Linked DNA regions of Macaca mulatta: region 1 is linked to region 2. The links are chromatin contacts, called in public Hi-C maps. All regions are on one chromosome and are shown on one strand. Each heading gives the region's core, a stretch centred on a gene start, on an enhancer-like site or on the middle of the called end of the contact. The rest is flanking DNA. Distances are from core to core; before and after follow the strand shown. Region 1 holds the start of SERP1 (stress associated endoplasmic reticulum protein 1). Region 2 holds the start of PFN2 (profilin 2).

What was found. A called contact is a pair of places that touch in the nucleus more often than the background predicts.
Region 1: a Hi-C map of fetal cortex germinal zone shows a contact between it and region 2, with 7 times the contacts expected there. The contact joins the promoter of SERP1 here to the promoter of PFN2 in region 2. A contact is called at or near these places in 2 of 14 Hi-C or Micro-C datasets (fetal cortex germinal zone and fetal cortical plate).

What each region holds. Positions count from the first base shown.
Region 1 is chr2:53,568,784-53,575,510 of T2T-MMU8v2.0, forward strand. It overlaps SERP1 (stress associated endoplasmic reticulum protein 1), which reads right to left and starts at 5,148. Exons shown (of 3, transcript XM_015131801.3): 1 at 4,674-5,148; 2 at 4,332-4,407; 3 at 624-3,118. The coding sequence starts at 4,757. The coding sequence ends at 3,078. It overlaps EIF2A (eukaryotic translation initiation factor 2A), which reads left to right and starts at 5,424. Exons shown (of 14, transcript XM_015131799.3): 1 at 5,424-5,467. The coding sequence starts at 5,440.
Region 2 is chr2:52,992,222-52,998,859 of T2T-MMU8v2.0, forward strand. It overlaps PFN2 (profilin 2), which reads right to left and starts at 2,382. Exons shown (of 4, transcript XM_015131794.3): 1 at 1,930-2,382. The coding sequence starts at 2,061.

The DNA of each region.
Region 1 (6,727 bases), core at 3,898-6,397, 580 kb after region 2:
ACAGATATTTCAGTGTCAGGACTATGTATTCACAGTTCCATACCTGGCATGTAAGTTATTCATTGACTAAAATGCATGTTTTTGTTAATCTGTGAATTGAAGCAGTTGGATTAAATTTTCCATGTCCCTTCTATCTTTATGTTTCTGTGATACATTTTAATTTACTTTGAATTACCTAAGCCTAGACAGTTAATTTTTTCCCTTAATTTGTAGCCTTTTATTGCTCATTAATCCTCTTTCTAAATAAGGACATGTGTCCTAATTCAATTTGAAAATAAAGTAGTACAAGTAGCCAGCGTGGTACTAAGTTTAGACAGGAAATGCTTCTCTGAGGGAGTGCCACAGAGTTTGCTGTTGCAGCCAACCAACTCCTACCTCTTGAAGTTAGGGTTTGCATCTAAAAAATAAATTTAAAAACTAAAAAGCCAGGTAAAGGCAAATCAAACTTAAAAACAATTTCGAAACGGGGAATCTGGTGTTCTAAGTTTTACAGATAATAAAGCACAGTAAAGTTTTGTCGGTGAACCTGCTATTGAGCCCAGGAACATAATCCAGCTCTACATGGTCGTCCTTTGTACCAACAGACTCCAGTAACCTCAGTGAGAAGAGTCATGGCCCTGCAGTTGACTATCCACATTTCTTTAATGTAAGTCAAAGCCCATTACAATGCATCCTGTTACAATGGAAATCTCATTTTTGGAAGTCCACTTATTATTTTGAGCAACATTATATACAACCCAACAGATAAACAGATACAATAATTAACAACTTGTTGAAATGTTAGAGCTAAACCACAAAGAGTAACTGAGTAATGCTGTGCTCAACATTAGATGATCTATAAAATTCAACTGGCAAAGGGAGATCAAAGAATTGTGCTTTATCTTGAGCTTGAATTGGATGACAAGGAGATTAGGAAATCCTAAGTGGAAAAATATTCAAATCATTGTGCTTTCTATATATTTTTCTTACTACCTATTTCCAGTTATAAATCTTACATCTGTGCCTCTGCATACCATTTCTTTTAAGTACAATACTAAACATTCTTTAAAATCATTTTCTACTAACTACAAAAGGTACACTCAGATAACTGTAAAAGCATCTGCTTTTAGAAGAAAAGCATCAAATATTCAGGGAACTTTATTTTTAAAGAATAAATCAAATAAGACACAGCTTTCGTTTACCCAAACATGCATAATCCGACCTAAATATAAAATGCACTTAATTGGTAAATTACACATGAAATACAAAGGGAACGCAATTTTACATATGTAAAATGATTGCCAGCTATAGCAATTTAACAGTCAAATTTATCAGAACATTGTACATTAAAAAACAAAAACAACTTAAAGCCAATTATCTATAGTAAACCAAGGAAAATTCTGATACGGAATGGTTTGACTCAAAGCAAAGAATAAGGCACCTGCTATGAATTTAGCGCAACCATAAAACAGAATTAGTTAACCAAGATACTTGTTTCAAAAAGGGAAACAAGTACAGAAATTGATAACTGGGTGAGAAAGGCAAGTAACAATTTAGTTAAAAACCTGCTGGCCCAAGGTCAGTTGATTAATTTCTTATTCCAGAATAGTTAAGTTCCTGAAAGTCCTTAACCACTCCACTCCCTTACTGCTCTCCACGTTTGAGGGTATCAGAAGCCCTCTATGAGGTTCACACTGTGTATAGACTAGGTAGCAGATTTCCCTTCTGTTCCTCTTAAAACAGCTTATTTTAAAAGAAATATCCTGAGGCAATTAACAAAGCAAACACAAGCAGCTTTCTTTCCAACGTATTAATACATAGACACTGCTCAGGTTTTTATTCACCAAGTTATGGCTAAGTATACAAACAGCCAGTACTTGCAGTTTTCAACAGTACTAGAAAACCCAAAACCTGCCCTATCACCCTCACCCTTACCATTAGTAAAACGTAAATCTGATCAATCATAACCTATAAAATCATATAACAAAGGGAAGACTAAAGACTGATCATTATCAGTAAATCCATTCAATTCCAGATGCCACTTTAGGCTGATGTGTCTAGGACCCTAACGGCATTTCGATCATTAATCTAGAAAAGCATTTCCAAACTAAGGATAACTTTGTAGTTGATGTGCCTTTTTTTGCTATTAAAAGTGCTATTTAACATGCTAAAATAAAATATCTTATGGCACATTGGACTCAACAGCATGTTCTAATGAGGCATCCATGTTTAGTAGTATTTTTCCCTAGAATTTTGTTTGGCATAGTAAACCCCTTTGATACATTAAAATAATTCTGGTGAAATCAATGTAACATAATAAATGTAACATAAACAAACCTTCCCTGATTGACTTCACTCCACCACGGCAGCTTTTAATGAAACCACAGTAACTGATTAGGTCAGAAAATGATCAAGTTTTTTCTATGGCATCTTGGGTTACTATACTCACTCATGCAAAATCCAAGGTAGTGTAATGGAAACAATATTGGTAAAATAGATGTTGTGGCTACAAGCATCTCCCTTTATATTAGACATTTAGAAGCTTTTAAAAAGTTTTGGATGCTAAAGGTTGTGGCAAAACTAGGCTGTGTAGTTGTTCGATTTATAAGCACCTTATTACAGGACAGTTACATGAACCTATAAGGGAGTGTGCTTTCAGTTCAAGAGTAATAAAGTGCCTAGCTATATAAAAACCACAAGACTTCAAATTGTAATTTAAGCTAACTGCATTTATACATTAGGGTTAACAAAATATAGACCCTGTCTATGCAGACTTAGACTAATTATTCATAGTGTTTTAATAACCACATAAAAAAACTTACTCTTAATTGACTGAATAAGTAGGGTCCACTACTGTATCTTAACAATCAAATTTTATTGCTTTATTCATGTGGTGTTTTTTGCAAGGCACTGTGGTATGGACTAGAAAACTTGGAATGACTCATGAAGAAACCTTGGAATGATACATGAAGCATGATAGGAAAGTCATTCTGAGGCAGGATGCTTTACTGAATTGTTTTCAACCAGGGTATCAAACATCAGGAATGAGTTCAAGTTAAAATTCACAGGAGAATGGAAACATCTTAAGGTCAGTCACTTCACATGCCCATCCTGATACTTTGAATAATCTGGAAAATTGCTGTAAAAAGAAAGAGCAAATATTAAAATAAGCTTTGAATAAAACAGGTCCAGTGACTAACAAATATTAATTAAGGTAGCTGAAGAATCCAAAGGTACTCTTACATTTGCAAATGGTACATAACTTCATTATAATAAGAAGTGACGATAGGCCTATTTGAACAAATAAAACAATGAAATGTCCCTGAGTTATTTTTTTTAATCTTAGCTTCGCTGAATTTTATGTCTAAGTATTACCAAGAGAACTTCCAGATAAGTAATCATTTTACAAAGAACTTAAAGCACCAAAGCAAACAGGTTTTTCCAGCATAGAATTATTTTGGTTTATCCCTAAATAATTAAGCATCCTTTTAAGGCCTGGCCTATAATACAAGCATGTTTCCTCATTCTCACAAAGCTGAAATTCAATAATCTTCAGGTTATATAAACTGCTTGGCTCTCAGCCATTTATCAGGAAAGTTTCCAATTGGTAAGTGCAAAAGAAAGGCAAAGTGAAACGTTAAACAGAAATCTCAGTAACTTTAGAAAGTGGAAAACCAACATCTACTTCAATATTAACAGCTTGCATATTAAGATGATAAACGAAGAGAAGAAAGACCTTTTTTTTGTAATCTATTTGCAAAGGCAAGTGTCTGTTACTCTGACAGCAGGCTGCCCTGACAATTTTTTTTAAACCATATGTCAAACGTTTCTTTTATTAACCTAAAAACATTTGACTCACATTAAAATGCCAATCAGGTACATTTCCTCTACAGTGAATCAATTCTTTGCACAAGCTTTACTTCATAAAATATACTCAATTTTGACATTAAGATATTAAATTCTGGTATATGTTAAATCAAGTGCTAACATCTGTATGTACATATTTATAAGTTCCTTTGCAAAGGCTGATAATGAAGCTAAAAAACATTCTAAATTATCATTCCGTTAGGTTTTGTCCGGTCGTACATTTATTCCAACTCGATCATTACCAAGACTTGACCTCCTTTCTGATCTCCTGTGAGTACAAATTAAGCTAGGAGAAGTTTCTGGAGCACTACCCTCTGTGCATATGTGGAACAAGTAATTTGGTTCAGATGAAACAGAATTATGTGGAGTCCTCTGCAGGTGGGTTGAGAACTACGCAGGTAGGACTCACTACTGACCGGTCACCACGTCATCCCAAACCCTTTCAACCCAAGACTCTACCTGATGGGAGCCCGCAAGACACTTACCAGAGCCACAGACAACAAAAATGAAGAGAGCCAATAACCAGGGTCCTACAGACGCCTTCTCTTCGGGGGCATTTCTCTGCAAAAGCGAAAATCCACCATTTCAGATGCAGACAAACCACTCGGACCCCAGGCTCCCACAGCCCCGGTGGCCGGTCCCCTCACCCACAGGTCTCCCCTTCGGTTCCCGAGCCCCTACAGTCTGGCGGCTCGCAGACTCGGGCCCCTACCCCTCCACAGCACAGCCCACAGTCGACCGGATCCGGGAGAAAACGCGACGCGGCCCCAGGGACCCCGACTGTGCCCCGGCTGCGGAACGCAGAGGGGCGACCGCTCTTTCCTTACCGAGGTCTTGGCGACGTTGCCGCGCTGGGTGATGTTCTTGCTGTGCTTCTCGTTGGCCATACGGATCCTCTGCTTGGCGACCATCTTCGCGGCGCCACCACCTGCCCCGGCCACCCCTCGGACTCGCTCGCTCGCCTGCCTCCTCTCGAGCCGCTGCGAGGCTCGGCTCGTGGTGCCCGCGCCGCCGGAGCGCCGAGGTTCTCAGGCCAGGCGCTGGCTACGGCCGCTGGGCCTGGGCGCGGCAAGCGCGGGGACTGAGCACAAGCCGGGCGCCGGTCGCCGACTGACTGGCCAAGCCTGGCGGGTGCACGGGAGGAAGATAACTGGCCGCCGGGTCGTTCTCGCACCGCAGTCGCCGCCGCTTTGGCCGCCGCCGGGAGCGCGGAGTGAAAGAGGAAGGAAACGCAACGCAACAACGGGAATGTGCAGCCCGCCGCCTCGATCTACTTTGGGTTCGGCTGCCAACGTCAGCACTAGGTGGGCTCCGCCCCGCGGAAGTGCGCGCCCCTCCTGCTAGAGAAGGAGGGCGAAAGCAGACGCACCCGCCCCAGTCCAGCCCTCCCAAGCTCGGTCAAGCGTCGCCCCAGATCTGTGCTTGCGCGTTCGGGCGCCTCTTCCGCGTCACTCCGCAACCGGAAGTGAATTGGCCCCGAGGCTGATGGCTCCGGAAACACCAGCTCGCTGTTTCCACGCAGGAGGAGACGTGTAGGGGCCGGGTTCGGCCCTCGTGAACTCTCACCCGAGCGGTTTCTTTTTCCGGGACAACATGGCGCCGTCCACGCCGCTCTTGACAGGTGAGTTCTGAAGAAGCAAGGGACTCTCTTTCTTCAGACTAGTTTCTTATTTTTGTCTTTGTCTTTGAGAACTACCCGAGGAGCCCGAAAAGTCTGATCTGCCTTTTCCTGTGGCTTGCGGAAAGGCCAGACTATCTCTTGGCTTTCTTGATATAGCGTGGCAGTCGGAAGTGAAGTCTCCGCCTCTGGGCTTTCGTATTCCCCCTCCCTTTCACTGATCCATCATTCTTGCCTGCGGATTCATCTTCTACAGGATAGAAGAAGGGGGAGAAAAACAGAATGTGCTAGTTGAATTTGTGACACTTGGGTCTGCAATACTGGTGTTACACGGGCCCTTGTGAAGTCATTTAGCTCTACAGTAAGGACAAAGACAAACAGAGTTAGTCCACTAGAATGACCACGCACATTAAATACACCTGGACTTAAGTAATTCCAAATTCTGGCCTGCCTTCCTTAATGGGGTTTGTAGTACTGAATAGGGAGAGTGGAGCTGTAATGCAGATTTCAAATGATGAAGGTGGGGTTGGAAGAGGATATAGCAGTGAGCATGATAGAGATATTCTAGCAACATTTTATTTTGAAATGGTTATGAGCATATTAAAAGTAGAACATTAGAGGACTTTTGAAATTTTGAAGCTGAAGACAGAGTGTGTAGTGTTGAAGAAGATAATAAACTTAGATTGGACAATGCTGGGGAAGTTGCTTTACTAGGTTGTGGCTAGGAGTATTTGCATGTGAGTATTATGTAAGGGAAAGAATTGGGAAGGAAAAGAAGGCTTTGGTTAAGTTCTGGTAACTATACAGAAGCAAAAAAGTCATTAAGAGAAACGTCTGCATTTGAGGAGGAAGGCCATTTCCTCCCTTTTCCCCCATCCCCTGAAAGGAACCTTAAGGGCCGGGCGCAGTGGCTCACGCCTGTAATCCCAGCACTTTGGGAGGCGGAGGTGGGCAGATCACGAGGTCAGGAGATCGAGACCACCCTCGCTAACATGGTGAAACTCCGTCTCTACTAAAAATACAAAAAAATTTAGCCGGACGTGGTGGCGGGCGCTTGTAATCCCAGCTACTTGGGAGGCTGAGGCAGGAGAATTGCTTGAACCCGGGAGGCGGAGGTTGCAATGAGCCAAGATCGCGCCACTGCATTCCAGCCTGGGCGACAGAGCGAGACTGTCTCATAAAAAGAAAGAAAGAAAGAAACCTTAAAACATTTTTGCACTTTTTGCCAGTCTACGTTTCTATTTCTACATTTTAAAATCTTTA
Region 2 (6,638 bases), core at 1,132-3,631:
TAAAGAAACTCTAAATAATTGATAGTTGACACTAGACAAAGTGCAAACTTAAAGAGTTATTTATAAACTGTATTAAGTCAGCTGGTGCCTGAAAGTGTTCACGTAATGGTAAAAATTCAGCTATCAACTCTTTGAACACAGCTGGTCTATCATATTCAGTCCCATTACAGTAAATCATGTTTCATCACATTTAAAGTTGCTTCAAAGTCTCCCAAAATAAAGCCTGTTCTTTGATTTGTTCACTTCTCTGCTTGGAATAACTAGAAATATACCTGATGATATGGACTTCAATCCCCGAACATCAGTGCTCTTCCAAATTCATATTTCCCTCCTATTTTTCTAGCCACGACTCCTGTTTCTTTCCAACCTCCCTTCCCCTCCCATCTCAGTAATCAGTTTTCTTTCTGGGCAAACGCAAAGTGGATTCTGTCTACAGCACTGCGGTAGGCAATAGTAAAACAGAGAAAATGGAGGGAGATTGGGAAAGAAACTGAGGTAGCCACCAGAACCGGAAAGGAGAAAACGTGCATTCTAACATTCCATGAATAAGAAGGAAGGCGTCGCCCCCATCAGAACTGCAGAGTCATAGCAGGCCCCAGCCATTTCCAAGCACACTCCCGCAATCTTCCTCGTCAGACAGCGGGAACTCACACACAAAGACAAGAGGACTGCAGGAAAAAAGTTGATGACCAGATGCCAATTCCCTACAAGAATTGTAGTCCACTGCGGGTATACGAGACCTTAAAGTACTAGCATCAAGGACTGAGTTCTAAAGTCAGACTTTAAACCACGTTAAGTGGCAAAAGAATAATTAGCACCCATAATAGGGGACCTGAATTTTGGTGTTTAATGGGAAGTGAGCGTGGTGCTAAGAAATTAAAGGAATGGTCTCGTATTTAATACAATTACCATAATTTTAGAAACAGCCTTGGGCAGAAACAGGCAAAACAATAAGCTGGAGGCTTACTTGCAAATATTCCCCAAACATACTGCAACCAACTCAAAACCATCAAGTCTCAAGAAAATCAGGCAATGTGAAGCATAAAACTGCATTAGTTCCTTTACTGCCACCACTAAAGAGGGAGGGACTTGGAGAAGTGAAGTGTGCTCCTGGTCTTCGCAGATAATTGAAAGCCCCCGAAAAGCACCCCTTTTTTCAGCTATGTTGCGTAACTGGGGATAACCGTATATCGATGAATCTCCATATGAGAAGGAGAGAAATCAATGGCAGTTCGCCATCTTGGAGAATTAAAAAAAAAAAAAAAAAAAACAACCTATAGAGCTACAGCTGAAGTCGAGATTCACGAATCCACCTACGCGGTCGGCGCACATCTCTCGCAAGCCCCAGAGGCCTGGACATCGGCAAACCTACGCAAAGTCGCTTCGAGAATCCCGGGGGCCGGGTCGGGGCCACCGCCTCCCACAGCCGGAGGCGCGGGCGGCTAGCTGTCCGCCGAGCAAGAGGCGGCCAAGAAGCCTGGGGACCTCTACCCGGGGCCCGCGCTCCCCGGCCCGGATCCCCGACCCCCGCTTCCACCCCAGGACGTGCATAGCAAACCTCAGGGCTTCAAGAGAACCTAGGGGAACCGCACTAGCAGGAAAAAAGGAAACCCTCCCCTTGCCCTGGCTGGTGCGTGCCCCCTCCCCCAACCCGGGCACCTGGACCCACGCTGGGAACGCCGGGGACGCCCGGCGAGGGCCAGCAAGGAGTCTGGCCGCCGCCCCCGCTTGTCAGCGCAGCCCCGGGTGAGGGGGCGTCTCCGGGCCTCGGCCTCCCAGCCTGCCCGGCAGCCGCATCCTCGGCGCCCGCTGCCTAGCACACCTGCGGGCTCGGCCCTCGGTGTTCCGGCCCCGCGCTGCGGCGCCCCCGCGGCCCGCCAACCCCACTCCGGTGCAGGGACCAGGGTCCCGGCCGCCACTGGTCCTCACCGTAATGCTCTGAAAGACGCCCCCGGCCGTGGCTGCCCAGACGTATTTGGCGTCGCAGTAGCCGACAATGGCGGCCTCCTGGCAGCAGCCATCGCACATCAGGTTATCCACGTAGCTCTGCCAACCGGCCATCTTCGAGCCCTTCGCACTGCAGCGCGGACGGCGAGGAGCAGCAGGCGCGGCGGCGGCGGCGGCGGCGGTAGCGGTAGCGGGCGGCGGCGGCGGCGGCGGCGCGGGGGAAGGCGGGGCGGGGGCGGGGAGGAGGCGGCTCTGCGCAGGCACCGACCGCCCCCCTCCCCGAGGAGCCGCGGAGGGAGGACGCGGGTTCAGCGATGAGGGACGAACCTCAGAGCGCGCCCGGCCACCCGGCCGCCCGCAGCCGCGGGGCTGACTAACCAGCGGCGGGAGGCTGCGGAGCGGCTGTGCCGGTGGTGGTGGCGGCGGCTGCTCCTTACCGCAGCGCCCTTCGTTCTCCGCGGATACGGCGGGGCGTGCGCGCGCGCGTGCGTGCGATCCTTCCGCGGCGCCCTGGCACGGAGGGTCCCGGGAAGGGCGGGGGGAGACTGAGGCGGGGGCGCGGAGGGATACCGCCCCGGGACAATCACGGCCGCCACGTGCGGCAGGCGCCGGCCCGGCGCGGTGGCGTTGCGGCGGATGCCGATCTTCGGATCCCGGGCCGGCGGAGAGGGGTGGCCCCCGCGTCGCTCTCGGCACCCTAGGAACAGCAGCCGCAGGGACGCCTTGGAGCCCCGCGGCCGGGCCGCGATGTGCTTTTCTTCTGTGTCCGCTGCCCGGGATGCGGAATCTTGAGCCTTGGTGTCGGGTTGCAGAGTTGCCCTGGTGACGGGATGCGGAGCGTTTCCTCCTCTTTGTGGTGGGGGCGGCTGGTGGCAGGGTCGCCCACGCTAATCTCCGAGCCCCTAAGGGCGCCCTCTTTCCTGGAGCCCTTTTGCGCCTCGCCCATAAAGGCAGACCCGCGGGCGCGCGCCGGCAACCTGAAATCAGAGCAGGCGTCCGTGGCGCTCAGGCACCTTGCTGAGCTTCGCCGATCTTTCATTGTTGCTTCATTTGGGTACCAAGGGCCTCTCATTCTGTGGATTCTTTGCCTGGAAGAGCCCCCTTAGTGTTGCTAATCACGTGTGTGCTTAAATGGCTCGTAAATTCCGAACAAAACAAATAGCAACCTGTGTTACACTGTTTCTTGGTAACTGGGAAAGTTACTGGTGGCTCGAAGTATACGCAGAAAATACAAAGATTAAAAACTAGGGACGAGTTCACTGAATGAACACCATAACATTTCTGTTCTGCAGGGTAAAATAATTTCGGGACCCAGGTCTGGGCGAGATTTGCATTAACAAGGTAAATGGTGGGTGGAGTGCCTGAGAAGCTATTCGTATCGTCTTTGGTAGCCTCTGGGCACTAGGACTAGACATGGAATTAGGGGTCCCCCAACAAGGACTTCAATTTTAGGTTAATAGAAACCATCTGCCACTTAGGGAAAGCAAGCGCCAAAATGTAGATAAGTTGATGTTCACCCTTAAAGTTACCGGGTAAGGTCATGATTTGTAGGAGGATTAAGGCATGTATCTCTGGAAAGGGCAAGAACGTTGCTTTTAAAAGTCTAATTGGTTCTGAAGTTTGATGTTTTTTCTGCTGATTCCTTTAAAATGTTCGGCTACTAGAGAGAAAAAAGTACAGTAAAAGAACCCCCAAGTCGGAGACCTATCAGACTGAGAATATGTATTTTCTCATGTTCTAAAGATACAGAATACCTGTGTGGTGTAAAATGTGAGCCAAAAATTGTTTCATTTCTCTAAGTGTGCCTCCCACCTAATTTAATTACACTTAATTGTTCTTGTTTATAACTGCCTTTTATGGTGATGTTGATCATTTTAGTCCTTCGATCATAGCACTGTATCATCTTAAAAGCTAATAATAGATTACTTGTAACACAGGCTCACTATGTGAGAATTCATAAAGCTGTATGTACATTTATTATTGTACTCTTCATTGTATTTATAATTCAATAAATTGAAACAGTAAACAAAAAAGTAATGATGGAAAAAATAAAGTGATGATAACTTGAAGTATGTTGAATTTTTATTAATTTACTCTGAAGGTTTTAAAGTGTAATTTCTAGACGTTATTATCTTATTGTTATAGCCCAGAGTTGGAAGTAACTACATTCTTTTCCTATTCTTTTATTGTTGGCTTTAAACAGTGAAAGAATTGGACCAACAATATTTTCGAATGCAAATCTCAAAAGATTCTAAAACACATTTCTTGGGTAAAATATTCACAAAATTTAGAATTCCTGTCATTTTTCTATATTTTTCAAAATATAATTCATTTTAAATTACTGCTTTTCCAACATGATGTTATTTTTCTAGAATTGCAAACAGTAAAATTTAAACAACTGTGAAAATTCTGTATAATAGATTAAATTTTACAGTTTCAGTTTTTAGGTTATATATTCAGAGAGACTCCATTTGCTGTCTCCGTTTTCAATACTGTGATAAAGTAACCTTTTTGTTGGTTGGTTGGTTGGTTTTCTGAGATGAGACTCCGTTGCCAGGGTGGAGTGCAGTGGCGTGACTGCAACCTCCGCCTCCTGGGTGTAAGCGATTCTCCTGCCTCAGCCTCCAAGTAGCTGGGATTACAGATGCTTGCCACTACACCCAGCTAATTTTTTGCATTTTTGGTAAAGATGGGGTTTCACCATGTTGGCCAGGCTGATCTCGAACTCCTGACCTCGTGATTCGCCTGCCTCAGCCTCCCAAAGTGCTGGGATTACAGGCATGAGCCACCATACCCTGCCACCTGTGCTTGTTTTCTTTAGAGCCAGCTTCCTTGAATGCTGCTTTATTTTCCATTTGCATCTTTCTCTACTTTTCTGAGAGTAACTAATGGCTAGGATAATAATTGTAATATCTGGGCAGAAGTCTAGAAAAGTCGCTATGTTGTTGATACAAATATCCAGAATAATGTAGCCATTAACAATCAGTAGCATATTCAAGTTTGGAGTGCATTATTATGCATTCTTTCTAGAAGTATTTTATTCTTATCGAGTAAAGCAGAAACTGTAGTAAACCACATTCTTTAATGTGTGAGTCCAGTGGTGTCTGAACCACTTGAGTCCATGTAAAAGTCATTTGAAATTTTAGCAAAACTCAAACAAGAAATTATCTTTAAAATGTACACAACCTGATAATCACTGGGGACAGGATCTAAAACTACAGACTGTGATTACCCCCAAATTTAGTAAAACCATAATTAACCCTCTGTTATCTAAAGATTTCACCTGTATACTTCATTTCTGAAAAAAAGTATATTAATTATAAAAGCAATATGACAGCAATAAAGTTTAGAAAATGGCGAAAAATCCTTAATCCCACAAGCTAATACAAATATCTTTTGAATGTATTCACTCTTTTATTTATGAGTTTTACAGTAAAGAACAAGGAGGACTTATAATTCTGCATTTGGCCATTTTACCCTGAAATTCTGTGAATTTTTGCTTTTTATATTTTGAGGCTATTAGGAAAATGGACATTTAAATTGTTATATTTTTCCTTTCTGATGGATTTATTCTTTGTTATTTAGTAGTTACCCTCTTTATCACCAGTACTGCTTTTTGTCTTAAAAATTTTTGTCAAATATTAAACATCCCAGCTCTCTTTTTATTGGTGTTTACCTTATATAACTTTTCTCTCCACCACCTCTCTTTCAACTGTTCTCTGTCCTTTTTGTGTCTCATAAACTTCACACAGCTGGATTTTGTTTTTTAATCCAATATGGCAATATAACCTTTAATTGGCAAGTTTATTCCATTTACATTCGTTGTAATTATTGACATATATGTGGACTTGTTTGAACTAATTTTATTAGTCTCATTTTTTTTCTATGCTTTTTTCTTCCTTGCTTTTGAAAAATAGTTGGGGCATGTGTGTCTTATTCTTCTATATTTTTTTCAAATTTATGCTAACAATTTCTATTCTCTTAGTGTTACCCTTAAATTTTTGCCTTGCGTATTTAATACAATAAAGTTTTAAGTTAAATATCTTAAACACTACCCCTAGACAATCCAAAAACCTTAGAATGTTTTAAATCTGGGCACCTCTCTCCAGACTATCTTACACAGATGTTTGTTTATGTATGTGTGTATATATATGTACTTACATGTTTGTATTTTACTTACCATTCCTTTTCATATCTCAGATCATTCTATGATCATTTTTCTTTATTTCTAAAGTACATCTTTTAGAAGTTCCTTTAATAGAGGTCCTTGGTGAGAAACTTTATCTGAAAATGTATTTATATCACTTTCATCCTCTAACAATGGGTTTGATCTACAATGCAAAATGGACACTTGGAAGATGTTATTCGATTTCATTTTGGTTTTTGTCATTGCTGTTGTATCATATGGATGATTTGTCTCTTTTCCTCTGGCTAGTTTGGAAACTTTTTGTGTTTGCTCTTCTACAGTTTCACTATGATGTGTCTACTTTTGGGTTTATTTTATTCTACTTAGGAAAATAGATTTTTATCACTTCTGTGAAATTCTCAGTCACTGTCTCTTCAATTAATTCCTTTTTCTCAGTTCTCTTTACTGTCTTAGAGTTCAGAATACATATGTTTCTGTTTCCTCTTCTGTTCTCCGTATCTCTTAGCTTCTTTCATCTTTTTCATCTTCTTACTACTCTCTATGC